Linked DNA regions of Mus musculus: all the other regions are linked to region 2. Evidence: chromatin contacts called from public Hi-C and HiCAR-type data. All regions are on one chromosome and are shown on one strand. Each heading gives the region's core, a stretch centred on a gene start, on an enhancer-like site or on the middle of the called end of the contact. The rest is flanking DNA. Distances are from core to core; before and after follow the strand shown.

Region 1 (3,227 bases), core at 596-3,095, 680 kb before region 2:
CTTTGAGGAGAGGAAACTGGAGGAAAGGAACAGGGTGGGATGGGGTAGGCTGGGCTGAGGAGAGAGGCGTGGGTAATGGGCTAGAATGGAGGAGTTGGGGAGGAGTGGGGTAGGTGGTGGGCTGGGATAGAAGGGGTTGGGAGGGAAAGGATAGGTAAGAGGTTGTGATGGGATTGGTTGGGGGGAAGGGGCGCATAGAGGACCGGGATGGAGGGGTTGAGGAGGGAGGGGTGGGTAGTGGGGTAGTGGACACAGAAGGGGTCGCCGAGTGTGCTGTGAAGGAGAGCAAGATTACAAGAAGGCCTATTGTAAGTGCTTCAAGATAAGGTGCAGAAGCAGCCCGCGACATTGCTCGTACTGCCCTATGTACATATTCACAAGAATAAAAAAATTCCAGCTAGTTCACATTTTCTCCTCCGTTCTGAGGCATCCACTCCACCATGCTGGCCTTGACCGTAGGCAACGCAGCACCTCCACTGCCCGTGTGGCTGTTGGTCCTTGAACTTGAGGGAGTAGCCCTGGCAGATCCAGCAGGTTCTAGAGATACGCATCTACCGAGGGGGGGGGGGGGCTGGAGTCCTGAGTTAAGAAGAAGCTCCAGCTCTGGAGTTGGACACAGCAATCAATAATCTATCGTCAAGGCTTTCTCCCTTAGATGTGTCTAAGATAGGTATCATAGAGAAAAAAAATAATATAATACAAACAAAGAACAACACAAAGCTAAGAAATCCCAACAACCACCAGGGAGAGTCAAAGGCTTAACAGCTCTTGACACGGGCCTGGGTGATATCAGATGTCTTCTTGATGACACTGGCCCGGGTCTCCCGGTCTGGCCGACTGCTGCTGGGCGTGGGGGTCACTGGGGCAGGAAGGGGAAGGTCTGTAAATGGGGGCCAGGAGCTGTTGTAAGGCATCGGACAGCTATCCTCTTTGATGGTGACCTGCAGATCTGGCTTGTTGGAGGTGACAAAGGTCGCCATGCTGGGCAGCAGATAGGTGTTCCGTGTCCCCATGTTGCTGAGGTACTGCTTGCCTTCGATGCTCCTCTTCCTCCAGTGTGGTCTCCCCTTTCAGAGAAAACAATCAAGATACATTGCGTTCTTTCCCTTCCGCTGAATGGCATAGGCAAAACAATGCCTTCTCTTACTTTTCAAGTGAATGCCCATGAGCTGTCCCTGGTCAAGACTGTTCTACAAAGACACGGAACATGATGGCAGCTTGGCTCCTATGCTCAGCCTGTCCAGGCTTGGTACTGGGTAGTGTCCAGACATAATGGATGGCCCAACCTAATGAGTTACCCTGCCTTTTCAGAGGAATAGAGTAAGGAGCTTACAAACAGCAAATGCCTTTTGATTGCTTTTTAAATGGGTGGAGCTGAGACACGGGTTTTTTTTTTTTTTTTTGAGCCACAGTTGGCCTTACTGGTTGCCAAGCAGAAAAGGGATTAAAGGTCCTTGAAGAAACCAGATCATGAAATCAGTCAGCATGGCTGCCTACTGTCCTCTCAGAATTCCCAAACTTGGAATATTAGGAATTCTAACAAACATCAGCTTCTCCTACAACCAATCCCTGTTCTCCCCATCAGCTTTAGAGCCACTTCCTGCCATTGTGTGAGCCTGGCTGGCCTAAGAGGGAAGCCGGAAGCAGGTGGGTGGGGAGCAGAGACTGGACACACACCCTCTCTGCGGGGCCACTGAGGAAGGGACCGAACTGTGAGGAGATCGTTTTACTCAGCTCTTTCTGTTCACTTGCTTACTTCTTTCTGTTCACTGCTTGGGCTGGGTAGGCCATTCTATTTCTGTTGGCAAATCAGGATGTTTACAGCCAGAAGAATATCAACATTTCCTGGCCCTGACTTCGAGTTCCTCTTCCTGCCATGTTATATTGATCTCTCTTCTGAGGGTCACACTGTGCTCCCTCAACCCCGCCCAGCACTTCATTTTAAGATTAGACTAAAAAGCTAGGGTGAATTGTAGGATATGGATGTTCTCTGTCTCTCTCAGTTTTTCTGTCTGTCTGTGTCTATCTGTCTGTCTGTCTGTCTGTCTGTCTGTCTCTCTCACACACACACACACACACACACACACACACACACACACACAAACTGGCTTACCTCTGCGTTCTCTTCATCACTGGCCACACTGTCGGTAGTTTCGCTTTCTGTATAGAAAGAAAAACAGTCTTGTTGCTCAAGCTATTTTGAGGCTGCAGGAAGTGTCTTTAAAACCTATGCCAGCACTTCAGAAATACAAAACTACATGTACCCTCTCCCTCCACTTTGTAAGGTCAAGCACTTCCACATGAAACAAGCTGGAGTGAATTTCAATTCTCTGCTTGATCCTCTAAGAGGAGTGGGCTTTGGGGCTGAGGAGGAGGCTCACTTTCCAAGGCTATGCTGCCAGAGTCCCAGCTTCCCAGGGTGGAGTGCTGTGCCCAAGGCACCTCCTCCCCACTGAAGTTCTGTCCACAAAAGCACACCATCTTTTCTTCTAGTCCATGTTCTCTTGTCACAGGAAGTCCAAGAAGCCTTCCTGTATCTCTCCTGTATCATCCTCCTCTTAGATTTATAGAGATCCAGCTTCCACTGGAGTTAAAGCAGGTGACCATGTTGTAGATGCCCCAAGCCCTTCGCTGAGCCTTTACTGTCTTTGGGACCTGTCCTCCTCAGTTTGGATAGGAGCTGTGACTTGCTTTTAGCCAACAGAACACATCAACGACGTAACTATTATATGAGCAAATTCATGTCATCGTGTAAGATTCAACCTGTCTTTCATGGATACTCTCTTGCCTGCTGGCAGTGTTAGGGAGGCCCACATGGCAAATTTAAGCTAAGGGCTGCTTCCAGATAAAAGCTAGCAAGAAATTAGGAATCTCTGTTCTTCCCCACTTGCAAGGAATCCAGTTCTGGCCAATGCTTCGTGAGGCACTGGCTCAACAGCTGAGTCTCAGACGAGTTGCAGTACTAGTTAATGCCTAATGACAGGTTAGCAAGGCTCTGCTGCAAAGGACCCAGCTAAGCCATCCCTGGATTCCCAACCCAGAGGCTGTGAGTTTTGTACTGTGGTAAGCCATCATGTTTAGGGCTGTACAGCTACATAGCAATAGATAATATAAACCCGATTGGACCTGCCAGCTATGTGACACAGAGAACAGTTCTTAACCAGAGTGAGCTAAAGTTACCTGCTACCTTCCAGAGAGGATTAAATGATGAGGGAGAGGGTGTTTGG
Region 2 (3,203 bases), core at 269-2,768:
AGGACACAGGAAATTGTACTGTGGTCTTCCACACTGATGCTGTCTCGTCTAATTAGTTTCTAGGGGTCCAAGAGCAGAACGGGAAGAGATTTGTCTAAAACTTTGCCTACGGGAGTCTCCTCACGAGACTGGCTAGCGTTGGACCCCTTATAGCGTGTGCTTATAAATCAACTACTAGTGAAGCCAAATTAAGAGGATCACCTGAGCTCTGGAGAAAGATGGAGAGAGGAGAGGATGGGGCGAGGAGGAGGTGGAGGTATAGCCACTCTTACCAGACTGGGCGCTCCAGAGGTCTTTCTTGTTCACCTTTATACATCCAGTGTCTAGAAAAAGACCTACAACAGTTGGGTTTATCCCACAAAGAGGTCTGGAGATTTAAGGCTCAGCCCAGGTTCTTACTCTGCCTCCTATGTAAACAGAATAAAACCATCATGTTTCCAGCGTATTTTGATAATGTCCCTCTCTCCGCTGGAGAGGTGGCCCACTGCCTAGTGTATGTCAAATTTCTGGTGTTTATAGTCAGAATTTCTATTGGGCAAGAGTGGCTGTACACACACAAACTTAAGTTCCAGGAAAACTTAGCGGACGATCTCCCTCATTAACGATTCTTTTGCCAAAATTTACATCAAGGTTGCTTCTAATTCAACTTACATTCGGGAATAGGCAAGAAAAATTGTAGCTTTATAGGATCGTTAAGATTATCTTACAACACACGGGAGAAGGATAAAAATCAAAGGATGGTTCATGAGACTCTAACAACCCTCTGGTGGATCGAGCCAGGTTGCTGTCAAAGCTACCTGGAAGTTACTTGGAGAGTGATGTTTTAGCTTATGCAGAACTAGCAGTAGAAATAACAGCGCTTTCCCAATACACCAGAAAGAATACTCGAATAACCTGTCATTAAAAACGGCATTTTGTACATTTGAGATAAGTCCTTATCTGTCGATATGGACACAATAGGGCACCAAATTAAGCATACAAAAATCTTGGCTCAAACTGAACACCTGGTTTTCAGGAGTCTGGGGCTTCTTCCAGGACCCCAGTCGGTTGCCTCTTCACACTCAGTGCCTCAGAGCTGTGGGTTCGGGTTCAAGCGCCCGGAGAGGGGCAGCCGTGGGCTCGGACCCCGACTCCACGCCTCCTCTCGCGTCCTGCGGGCCGGGCTATCGTTTTTTTTTTTTTTTTTTTTTTTTTAATAGCGGTTACCACGTCGCTCGCCCTGCGGGCTAGCGAGGCCGAGGTGGCGGCGCCTAGGGCTGAGGACAGCCTGTGTCCCCCCCACCGTGGAGGCTCGGCGGTACCCACCCCGGGTGCTCGCCTCCGTCGGGCACTGAACCGGGGAAACGGACCCCGAACGCAGGGGAGGGCCGTCTCGCCCGCTGGAGACCGACCGGATGCGGAAGCCCGAGCGCCGCTCACCTGCGAACTGTGGCCGCCACGGACTCTTGCGCCCCGCGGAGCGTTCGGGTTCTCGCTCGCTCTGCGCACGCGCAGCCACACCTCCACCGTTCTCCCTCCCCCGCGGTAGAAGCTAACGGAGACCGGCGCACGCCTGAGCGCGGGCGGAAGCTCCGGGGGTTGGACTCAGCGGAAGGGGAAAGGCGGGGCGAGCGCGGAGCCGAGTCTCTGCCGGCGAGGGTGAGGGCTGCGCTCCTGTCGTCCGTAGTTCCGGGAGACCCGGTCAAAGTGATCAGGCCGGCGCTGCAGGGGCGACAGCTTCTCGGCAGGACCTCGCGAGGTCTCGGAGGCTCATGGAAAGGAGGCCACCAAGGCCTCCCTGTTGTCCAGGGCATCACCTGCTCGCCTACCCACGACGCTGCGGTAGGTCTAGACGTCCGGGATGGTTTCCTAAAAAGACGCTGTAATCTTGTAATTCTGTAACAAGATGACAATAATAAAAATGGAGGACGACTGTGTGTTTTGTTCGATTTTATTTCAGCAAAACGCTGTTTACACGAACCAGTCCTGGTGGCGGATGCCATTGGTCTCAGCACTTGGGAGTAGAGGGAGAGGAATCCCTGTGTTCTACATAGTGACTTCCAGGCCAGCCAGGGCTATATCGTGAGGCCCGTGTCAAAGGAGGAAAAAATTTCAAATTCAAGCATAGTTAATATGCACCGGGGCAGGTAACCCATAAAGGATGGCCCTTCTGATGGTGAAGGTCCACTTTAAGCAATATAAAAAATGATCTCTATAGACGGTTGAGTGCCTTAATTTCTTGTTGACACATCTAAGGGTCAGGAATGGCAGTACACTCCTGATCTCTATCCTCTAATCACCAGAGTACACGAATATGTTACTTTATCTGGCACAAGAATTTAGCTGATGCAATTAAATTTACATTATCCAGGAGCTCATTGTGTAATCAGCCACTATAAATCCCTATAAAAGGGAGAGGCAAAAGCTTCCAAGCCAGTTAGTTGTAGGAGCTGGGACACAAAATAGTTGAGTGATGTGTGGAAGAGTCAATGAGCCAAAGAATGCATGCATCTCTGGAAGACTGAAAAGAGGGGAGAAGTGGCTTCTACCCCGAAAGAACTCAAATATGCCTGGATTTTAGATTTCTGACCTCCACAGCTCCCTAATCCAAATCAATGAGTTGTTTTATACATCTAACTTTGTAGTAATTTGTTACAGCCATAATAAGTTCTCAGCACTTAAATAAAGGTACTAAGGAAGCAAGCACAAACTTAACATTATATCCTAGGGACTACGAGTGTATTGTTTGTCAGAGCCATGACAGAATAGCTAACACAGTGAGGAAAGATGTGTTGACTCACATTTTGAGAGGGTTCAGTCCTTCATGGCACTACAGAGCAGCAGTTTGTGGAATTATAAGACTGGAGAATCTGGCCTACAGGAAGAGGCCAGGGCAAGGTATAATGCTAGAGATACCTCTAGTGACCTTCTTCCACCTAGGCGCCACCTCCTCCCTATCACCACCTGCTAATAATGCCAGCATATTATGAATCCATCAAGGGTCACTTCATTGATGAGATCAGAGCCCACATGATGTCTCTGGAAATGCCCTCCAGACACACCCAGAGGTGAGCTTCACTAAGTGTCTAGGTGTCTAATCGTGTGTGTGTGTGTGTGTGTGTGTGTGTGATCACAACCACAGCCATCAGACTCAAGAAAGGACTCTTATTTTGAACAATATATTTTATATTTTTGGGGTCCTGATTATTAACAAAGAGAAACTT
Region 3 (3,326 bases), core at 165-2,664, 720 kb after region 2:
AGGGTGCAACCAGACCTTAGCTGCAAGGGAGTCCAAGAAGCATAGGTATTATGTTTGCCATTGTTGTTGCATTTTCTGTTGCTCCAGCTCAACAGGTGTTCTAGCTATAATTCAGAAAATGATTCTACATGTGAGTTAAAACTGGAGTTGAAAATCCAGCTAGTAATACCACAAACCTATTACCCAACTAGAAACATGACATCAAATCCTTGGGTTTTTTGTTTGTTTGTTTCATAGGGACAGTATAATTTTACCAAAATTAGATTCAAGTGCTTATTTGGTTTTTTGTTTGTTTGGGTTTTGTTTTGTTTGTGTTTGTTTATTTGTTGTGCCCATCTTATTCTTTTTACATATCCCACTCAAGCCTTGCTCTGTGTTCACGTTGTTCTTTGTGGCATCCCTGTTGTAAATGTGTACAGCATAGCACATGAGTGGTGTTTGCTAAATGCTGTTGAGTGATTAATCTAGTTCTGAGAATTCATCAAGAACTAAATTGAAAATGTTAGTTCTTCACATGGAAAACCACATTTGTGTTTATGTTGACCTTTCTGAGACTCATAGGAGGGAAGTGCTGGGGGGCTATGCCGGTAATGCTGAGCTATAGCTGTTTCGAGTATGGAGCTGTTAAGATATATGTGGCTGGCCATCCTCTTCGTGGCAGAGAGACAGAAGGACAGTGGGAGGAAAGGACAGAGCCAGAAAGAGACAAGAGAGAAAGAGTAAGAGAGGCAGAGAGACAGAGAGATTGATTTAAAACATCCCAAGCGCCAGACCTCTGCATGTGTAGGCTATGTATTACTGGTAAGTCACTACCCTAAAAGTACACGATACCATCTAGAGCCATGTTTGGGAGTGCCTGGCAGGCTGCAGAGACCGCTTGGAGCATCTCCAGAGAGCATTGCACAAATTCCTAGGACCTGTGCCTCTTTGGCTTTCAAGCTGAATCACTGGCAACTGGGAAAATAAAAAAGAAAGAAAAGACCCACCAGGTGCATTTTTTCATTCTCTTTCTACAGCTAAAAAGATGCTAGAGGCTTAAAGAGGGATTTGGAATTGCTGAATAATAGCCAGGAAGCAAGGTTAGCCAGGAAAGGGAGGTTAGCAAAAATCCTATCTAGAGCTTGGAGGCTGGTCTTGGTTGGAGCAAGAGAAGAATTCTGTGCTCTGTGCTTTCAACTGTCTAACTCAATGGGTTTGACCCACCACAGAGCTCCTAAGGTGCCTGGGCCTCTTCCCTTCTCCATGAAGGGGCTGAGGTGGCAGGGCTTGCCACTGATCCAGGACCCTGGAAACAGAGCAGCACATCACAAGGCAAACTGGCTGGAGGAAAAAAGAAGAGACTGGCTTGCTTGGCTCCCTTCTGCCTACACCCACTAAGAACAGTAAATCTTCTGTGGATGCTGAGAGACTTCAATTTGGCTTGATGAAAGGCTCCCTCTGATGATTAATGTGTTAGAGTGTCTCCATATTTCAAAGGCAAGCCAGCAGTAGACAGCAAGTGAATAAAATTGTTCCACATTCTCTCTGGTTTCTGGTCTCATTTCCTTGGAGAATGCTGTCTTATGACCATCTCTTTTGTACAATTCGGTAATCTTGCCAAATTAACATACCTTAGGCTCATTCTCTCCCATGACAAGAAGCAGGGAGATCTTCCCAAAGCAACGAAGGAGGGGGAAGATTGGAGAACTTGTTTTTATATCCACCTCTCTGTGTTTGGGGTGATTCATAATGAACATTTTAAAATACATTTTCAAATGCATTGCTTTTCAGGAATATGCCAATTTCCTATCCATTGTAATGTCCTGGACATCCTAGCTATTGAAGTGGTAGGCTTCAGTGTTCCCAAGCAAACAAGCTGAGGAAATGCCACCCTCCACACAGAGCTGTGGCAATGAAGACATCAGTGGGTATTTGTCACCTTTGCATCACTGTGACAAGATACTGCTTACGTTCAAACAAAAAAGAAGAAACATTGAAACTAGGGGTTGGCTCAGTGTATTGGCTAATTTTGTGTCAACTTGACACAGGCTGGAGTTATCACAGAGAAAGGAGCTTCAGTTGGGGAAATGCCTCCACGAGATCCAGCTGCAAGGCATTTTCTCAATTAGTGATCAAAGAGGGAGGGCTCCTTGTGGGTGGGACCATCTCTGGGCTGGTAGTCTTGGGTTCTATAAGAGAGCAGGCTGAGCAAGCCAGGGGAAGCAAGCCAGTAAGAAACACCCCTCCATGGCCTCTGCATCAGCTCTTGCTTCCTGACCTGCTTGAGCTCCTGTCCTGACTTTCTTTTGTGATAACAGCAGTGTGGAAATGTAAGCTGAATAAACCCTTTCCTCCCCAATTTGCTTCTTGGTCATGATGTTTGTGCAGGAATAGAAACCCTGACTAAGATACTCAGTAGTAAAGTGCTGGACACAAAGCATGAAGACCTGAGGTTAGACTCCCAGGACTTATGCCAACTGCAAGGTACAGCAGTGCACACCTATAGTCGTAGGGCTTAGGGCTGGGTTGGGTTGGGAACAGTCACTCTGGAGCTCACTGGCTAGCTGTTCCATTCAAATCTGTGAGTGCCTGGGTCAAGCGAACTCTGACTCTAAACGTAGGGTGGAGAACAGCAGAGAAGCACAACTGATGTCGACCTCTGACCCCCATATGCAAGTGCACATGTGTGCACTTCTCAGCATACATGAACTCACACACATGCTTGCACACACAGAAACATACACATATTCTCAAAGGAAAGGAAGGAAGGAAGGTTCACCCCAGCTCCAGATTCAGGCACTCTGTTTCTCCTGATCCCACAGGAGGATCATGGCAGGAGGATCATGGCAGGAGGATCATGGCAGGAGGATCATGGCAGGAGGATCATGGCAGGAGGATCATGGCAGGAGGATCATGGCAGGAGGATCATGGCAGGAGGATCATGGCAGGAGTGGGTGGTAGAGGAAGCCATTCATCTCCTGGCAGTTGAGAGGCTCAGGGAAGAGAGGCCAGGATCCCACTATCCTGTTCATGGATAAGCCTTCAATATTCTAAATGTCTTTTAATAGCCACCATCTCTTACACGCGTTTGCGACCGGCCAGGAAAGACGCAACAAACCGGAATCTTCTGCGGCAAAAGCTTTATTGCTTACATCTTCAGGAGCAAGAAGCAAGAGCCAGAGCAAGAGAGCAAGAGCTTTATTGCTTACATCTTCAGGAGCAAGAAGCAAGAGAGCAAGAGCTCTATTGCTTACATCTTTAGGAGCCAGAGCGCAAGAGAGCAAGAGCCAGAGCAAGAGTGCAAGAGCTTTATTGCTTACATTCAGGAGCAAGAAGCAAGAGAGCAA

Evidence for each region. A called contact is a pair of places that touch in the nucleus more often than the background predicts. HiCAR-type assays count read pairs that join an accessible place to other places.
Region 1: a contact with region 2 is called in a Hi-C map of uterus, with 4 times the contacts expected there. The contact joins the enhancer-like site here to the promoter of Cfap97 in region 2. A contact is called at or near these places in 2 of 39 promoter capture datasets (the C10 cell line and hippocampal neurons), 2 of 484 Hi-C or Micro-C datasets (CD4 T cells and uterus), 2 of 115 datasets of contacts at active chromatin or transcription factors (bone marrow-derived dendritic cells and memory CD8 T cells) and 1 of 9 other capture datasets (liver).
Region 3: a HiCAR-type map of astrocytes shows a contact between it and region 2, with 4 times the contacts expected there. The contact joins the enhancer-like site here to the promoter of Cfap97 in region 2. A contact is called at or near these places in 6 of 39 promoter capture datasets (the 3T3-L1 cell line, cranial neural crest, embryonic stem cells and 2 more) and 5 of 115 datasets of contacts at active chromatin or transcription factors (astrocytes, embryonic hindbrain, embryonic stem cells and 1 more).

What each region holds. Positions count from the first base shown.
Region 1 is chr8:46,843,754-46,846,980 of GRCm38.p6, reverse strand. It overlaps Irf2 (interferon regulatory factor 2), which reads right to left. Exons shown (of 9, transcript NM_008391.4): 8 at 2,114-2,160; 9 at 1-1,067. The coding sequence ends at 759. Among named protein-coding and RNA genes, the nearest start is that of Gm39170, 15 kb to the right of the region's middle. Within about 2 kb of position 1,845, at least 142 of the 459 cell types and tissues checked have an H3K27ac peak or open chromatin away from gene starts, as enhancers often do. A contact at or near this core is called in bone marrow-derived dendritic cells, liver, memory CD8 T cells and 1 more, where this site is marked.
Region 2 is chr8:46,161,966-46,165,168 of GRCm38.p6, reverse strand. Cfap97 (cilia and flagella associated protein 97) reads right to left here and starts at 1,518. Exons shown (of 5, transcript NM_025747.4): 1 at 1,420-1,518.
Region 3 is chr8:45,446,574-45,449,899 of GRCm38.p6, reverse strand. No RefSeq gene overlaps it. Among named protein-coding and RNA genes, the nearest start is that of Tlr3, 38 kb to the right of the region's middle. Within about 2 kb of position 1,414, at least 19 of the 459 cell types and tissues checked have an H3K27ac peak or open chromatin away from gene starts, as enhancers often do. A contact at or near this core is called in astrocytes, where this site is marked.